Regions from separate parts of the Mus musculus genome. Here region 2 is linked to region 1. A link is a contact called in public HiChIP or PLAC-seq data. All regions are on one chromosome and are shown on one strand. The core of a region is the stretch at or near the end of the contact, and the rest is flanking DNA. Distances in the headings are between cores, read along the strand shown.

Region 1 (2,514 bases), core at 9-2,508:
CAGATAAACAGGCAGGTCCTTTCATAGCATTTAGTCTCAGTACCTTCTGAATCCTATCTAAACCATGTCACCAGGGTGCACTGCTTTGGGGTGCATATATTCTTATCTGGTTATAGCCCCTAAACATCTTGGATTCTGACCCTGTAAACAGATCCTCCCCCCCCCCTTGGATTTGCTTGCTCTTCAAGGAAACATTAGATTGAACCCCCCTTGACCCCCCACCAATATAAAGATTTCTTTGGGGGACTTCCAGGTCTTCATTTTCTAAAACATACCACCATACAACCTCTCTCTCCCTCTCTCTCTCTCTCTCTCTCTCTCTCTCTCTCTCTCTCTCTCTCCCTCCCTCCCTCCCTCCCTCCCTCCTCCTCTCCTGTTTTACTCTGTAACTTAAAGGGCTGGGGACTTTTGTGGAAACCATTTCCCCACTGCAGATTTAGCAGTGAGACGAGATCCCTTAGAGTCCTGTGGGTACAGCTCTGAGACAGTCTGGCAATCCACTCCTGGGGGCAGAGTCCTGCCTTCCCTGACAGTATTCTTTAAAATGTTCTTGTAAATCCCATTTGTACTTTGAACAGATTTCTGTTAGCCTCCTGCTTCATTCCACCCCTGACTTCTCTTGCCACTCCCCATCAACACACACCTTTTAAAACTTCTGAGTATTGTAGCACAGAAAAGAGACCCAGGATGGAGAAGAATCCTTCCTCTTCCTTCTTTCTCTGCAGACTGAGTGAAATTTAAAACACATCTCATAGATCAGTTTTCCTCCTCTGATGTTAGACACAGTCCACGACCCGGATTTTCAAATAGCCAGGCAGGAGTCTGCAATATTTAATCCAGCCAGCTATTAAATGTCCTCAGGCTAAATCAGGAACACAAGAAAGAATCCTTACGGGATAATGATACCAAGAGCAGTTGGGTGGAGGGAGGGGGAGGGGCAAATAAGGGGCAGACAACTCCAGAAATATCTTTCACTTGAAAAACTCTGGTTTTAGAACTCCTGTCAGAATAATAACAAATCGAAGAAACCTGAAAGAAAAAGTCTTTGCTCAAGGATATAATTTTAATGAAATACAACAACAACAACAACAACAACAACAACAACAACACACACACACACACACACACACACACACACACACACACACACACACTTAAAAACTGCTTCAGAGACTCCGCTTTTCCTTTACCTATTAGGGACTAGGAGGGTCCGTAACGTGATCCCGTCCCTCTTCCTGCCGCCCCTTCTTTCCCCAATTAAACCAAAACGGTTGTAGTTAGGAGCCTGGCCGGCGGGCTGAGGCTGTTCACTACATCTCCGTTCCTGCTCCAGCGCTTGCATTTCTCCAAAAGCCAGCCCCAGTGGGACTGGGCCTAGAGGTTCTTGCCTTTTCACAAAGGAAGGAACCTTCACCTGGAAGCCGACTTTCCCGGTATCTAGCAGGGGAAGGCAACAAATGTAGCACCAGGCAGATGGTGTTCCCCAAATCTGCCTGCCAAGGCTTCCCACTGACCCGGCCCAACGGTTTTTGTTGATTTAAACCTTCGGGAGGAATTGCAACTGCGAGAGCAAACGGGGTTGAGAGTAGGGGAGTAAAGCCAGGAGGCCGAGCTGGAGAACACCCGAGAAAAATGCAACATTTGGGAAGGGGTGGGGGGTGCAACCTTTTAGGCAGCAGGGACCAGGCATTTTGGCAGCCGCATCTGTCACTTGAAGCAGTGGACAGATAAAACCATCCCTGATCAAAGAGGTTCGTTCATAAATCACCCCTAAGAAATGGATGGTAAGGAGTAAAAGACACGTGTCGAATAATCTCGACCCCGAGTAGGCTTCCTGCCACGCGGTCCCTGCCGCCCCTTCCCGTGGTTTCCAGGCGCCTGGGCTCCCAGCTGGGAATGGGGGTGCTCTCCTTCCTGATTCTCCCCTCCCCCAGCCCCGCTGCCCCCTGGCCTCCGCCTCACAAGTTCTCTGAGGCCAGCCAGGTTTCGGGTTTGAGATTTCCACACGATCTTGACTCTGGACTGACCAGGCAAACAGCAGGGCAAGAGGATGGATGGAGTCTTTATTTAACTCTGAGGAGACAAAAGAGTGGGTCTCGCAAAATAGAAGATGTCTCGCTTCCAGGTCCTGTCCTTAGATTCTTCTTCTTCCTACCCTCCCCCACCCTTACCCTCACTGATCTTTATTCCCAGAGAACTCAAATCTCTGCAAAGTGTTCTGGGCAAACCATGCGCGGAGGGTAGAGTTCAGCCGGAGTTGAAACGGTCCTGGCGTGTGCGTTCCGGAATATTTGGGTTTCGCACGCAGCTCAGTCAACCCTGGTGCTCTGTCTAGGAGTAGTCGCTGTCCTGGGCACTAGGATTAACTCTGTTCTCTTTCTCCCTCCCACTGGTCCCGCACCTGCTTCCTCTGGTTGACACAAAGCAGGCGAAGGCGAAGGTCCAGTTCGTGCGCTGAGTGTCCGGCCAGCTGTCTGAGGACACCGGGAACGCGTGAGGGGAGGGCTGAGCGTC
Region 2 (2,514 bases), core at 11-2,510, 280 kb after region 1:
TTGCAACGATAAAGTCTAAAAATTAACTGCTACATTCATTAATGGCCCCATTAATCCCCTAGATGAGCAGTTAATGTCCAGAGGCTAAATCTTGTCAAATGCACACAGGCATGTCTTTTAAAACAACAAAACCCCCACAATCTCCTCATCAAAGCTCATTTCTATAAATTCTGACCCCCGGGAAAGATGACACCATAGTTTATGATGCTGACCTACATTTTAAATCACAAGATTCTGGCATAAATGGAATAAAAAATTCATTTAACATGAAGAAAAATAATCTTTTTTTAGATTTTACCTTAGATTTACAAAACACAAGGTGCATATGTTGCTGGTCATAATAGATTTCCCTCAAGCCTTAGAGTTGCTAAAAATACCAGATCAATCACCATAGCAGATCACATTATGAAGTGTGTGAACTAGTGCATTAAAAACTGTGTTAGCACCAACAAAGTTTATTGGGGTAGCTACATTCAAGACACACATGGTGGACCTTTAAATAGCACTGTTAAAATACCAAATAAAATGTCAATGTCTGTCAGGTCTCTGGCTTTTATAAATTGTTTAGACTGGAAACGTTGGGGTTTGGACATTGTTCTTTTCATAGGATGTAGAAAAGAAGAGACCATAAAAGAAAAGAACAATAAAGCATAGCTCATTTTTGAAGTTCTTTCATGGAAAAACATACTCTGGATCGTTGCTCCCCTAATCAACGATTTCCTTCTTCCTCTCAGTCCTTCCGTTGTCGTCTGGTATTTGACTTTCTCCCCCTCCTCTCTCTGGGTGGTATTTTCAGCTTATACATACTACTCAGTAACCAGAGTTTTTAAGTCATTTCAAAAGAGACCGTATGGATTGCGTGACAGATTTTATGCACGCATGCAAGCACGCACGCACGTACGCACGCACACATAGAGAACATGGTATTTTAAACATGGACCCCGGTTTTGCTTACCATTTCTATGGTCTTACACCATACACCAGTATGATCTGAATACAGAACATTCTGGAGAGGAGGAAGGCTCTTCAAGCAGGACGGTCACCGACTATTTACAGAGTTCTGCTCATACCTCAATGGTTATCTCCTCCCTCTGTCTTCTTCTCCGTATTACGCGCCCCTCTCACCTCCCCCCGCCCCCCCCCTCCCCGGGCCATTTCCCAAACAACAACATCTCTATTTCAGCAACTTCTCTAGACTTCCCACACTTAATGCAACCCAGACCTCACCTTCAGCTCTCCTGAGGCCACTTTGGAAGCCAGCTCAATGACACAGCCAACAGCCATGCGTGCAGCACCGGACGAGTGCAGCTCATTCCAAATGGTGTCACTGTCCACCTGAGCAAACAGGCAGCAGGGTCCAAAAAGGAGAGAAAAGGAAAAGAGAAGAGAAGGGTGAGAAGGAGGGTGGGGGAGGGGACGAGAAAGAAAAACCAAATCTGTGAGGAAGGGCTGGCAGAGTAAAAGCCTATGTACAAAAACATTAGTCTTCCGTCCTGGCCAGCTGAAAAGGCCTTCTGGACATGGCTTTGCTTATACTTTTTCTCTGCACTGAGTTCTCCAATGGAAACACATTCCTGCCATGCCTCACTGCCATTCCCTGTTTAGATTTCTCATTACAAATAGCATTACATAGGCCAGATCTGGCTTAGGGACAGGCCTACTAGAAACCAGGCACTGGCAGTAGGTAAAGCAAAAACCAAGAGCACTTAGTTATACATAAAAATCGGATTTGCAAGTGCTGCAGGGAGAGAACACTGCTCCGACTGCAGGTTTATCGGGAGCCAAAGACAAGGTTTAGACAGGTACCAGTAGCTGGCCACGGGCAGGAAGTAGTAACCACAGCTGAGCCCCAAGGATGCAAGGGCTGTGTAGATTTCTCGCTTAAGACGTTAGCTAGAGTGAACTGGGACTTGGATCACGATGGAGAGGTTTAATTCTTCTCAGGATGGGTACTGTTTAGAGCCTAGTTTCAGCGCAAACTGGATTTCCTAAAATGCACAGCTGCCTCTGTCTTTGAGTACCATCATGGAAGTATGTCCTTCACTCTTGAAATGTCGTTGGTTCTCCCCCCCCACCCACCCACAATAAGAACATACATATTGAGGATATTAAACGTGCAGTCATAGTGGTTTTAACTGTAATATATGTTGCTTATTGTATGTATAAAGCATTTTAAAACATTGAAAAACCAGCACCAAATGATAGGCAGCTCTGATCTCAGAGTGTGTGAGTCACAGGAAGTATTTAAGAAATGAGATTAAATGTTTATGAACATAAATATCAAACCTTTGTGAGTGGGCCAAAGAGGATATCCTGTATAAAACCAAGCTTTTGCTTCAAAAAATTGAGAATAAGTCAAAGGGCTAGTCACATGAAAAATGGAAATAAATAAAAATAAGGCATATTTACAAAGCCCTAGTAGGTTTCCTGAGTAATATCACTTATCTATTCTTTTCTCCTGTGCTCATTATTGGCTTAATAAGTCATGGCAAGGTATCAACAATACAACCAAAA

The links. HiChIP or PLAC-seq counts read pairs in DNA pulled down with a chosen protein or histone mark.
Region 2: an H3K4me3 HiChIP or PLAC-seq map of craniofacial prominence shows a contact between it and region 1, with 4 times the contacts expected there. The contact joins two enhancer-like sites. A contact is called at or near these places in 2 of 39 promoter capture datasets (3T3-L1-derived adipocytes and frontonasal cranial neural crest), 1 of 15 datasets of contacts at CTCF or cohesin (the NIH/3T3 cell line), 1 of 484 Hi-C or Micro-C datasets (cortical neurons), 2 of 115 datasets of contacts at active chromatin or transcription factors (craniofacial prominence and embryonic limb bud) and 1 of 9 other capture datasets (embryonic stem cells).

What each region holds. Positions count from the first base shown.
Region 1 is chr12:33,965,298-33,967,811 of GRCm38.p6, forward strand. No RefSeq gene overlaps it. Among named protein-coding and RNA genes, the nearest start is that of Twist1, 8.9 kb to the left of the region's middle. Within about 2 kb of position 1,259, at least 50 of the 459 cell types and tissues checked have an H3K27ac peak or open chromatin away from gene starts, as enhancers often do. A contact at or near this core is called in craniofacial prominence, where this site is marked.
Region 2 is chr12:34,247,096-34,249,609 of GRCm38.p6, forward strand. It overlaps Hdac9 (histone deacetylase 9), which reads right to left. Exons shown (of 28, transcript NM_001271386.1): 19 at 1,228-1,335. Among named protein-coding and RNA genes, the nearest start is that of Gm51984, 33 kb to the left of the region's middle. Within about 2 kb of position 1,261, at least 40 of the 459 cell types and tissues checked have an H3K27ac peak or open chromatin away from gene starts, as enhancers often do. A contact at or near this core is called in craniofacial prominence, where this site is marked.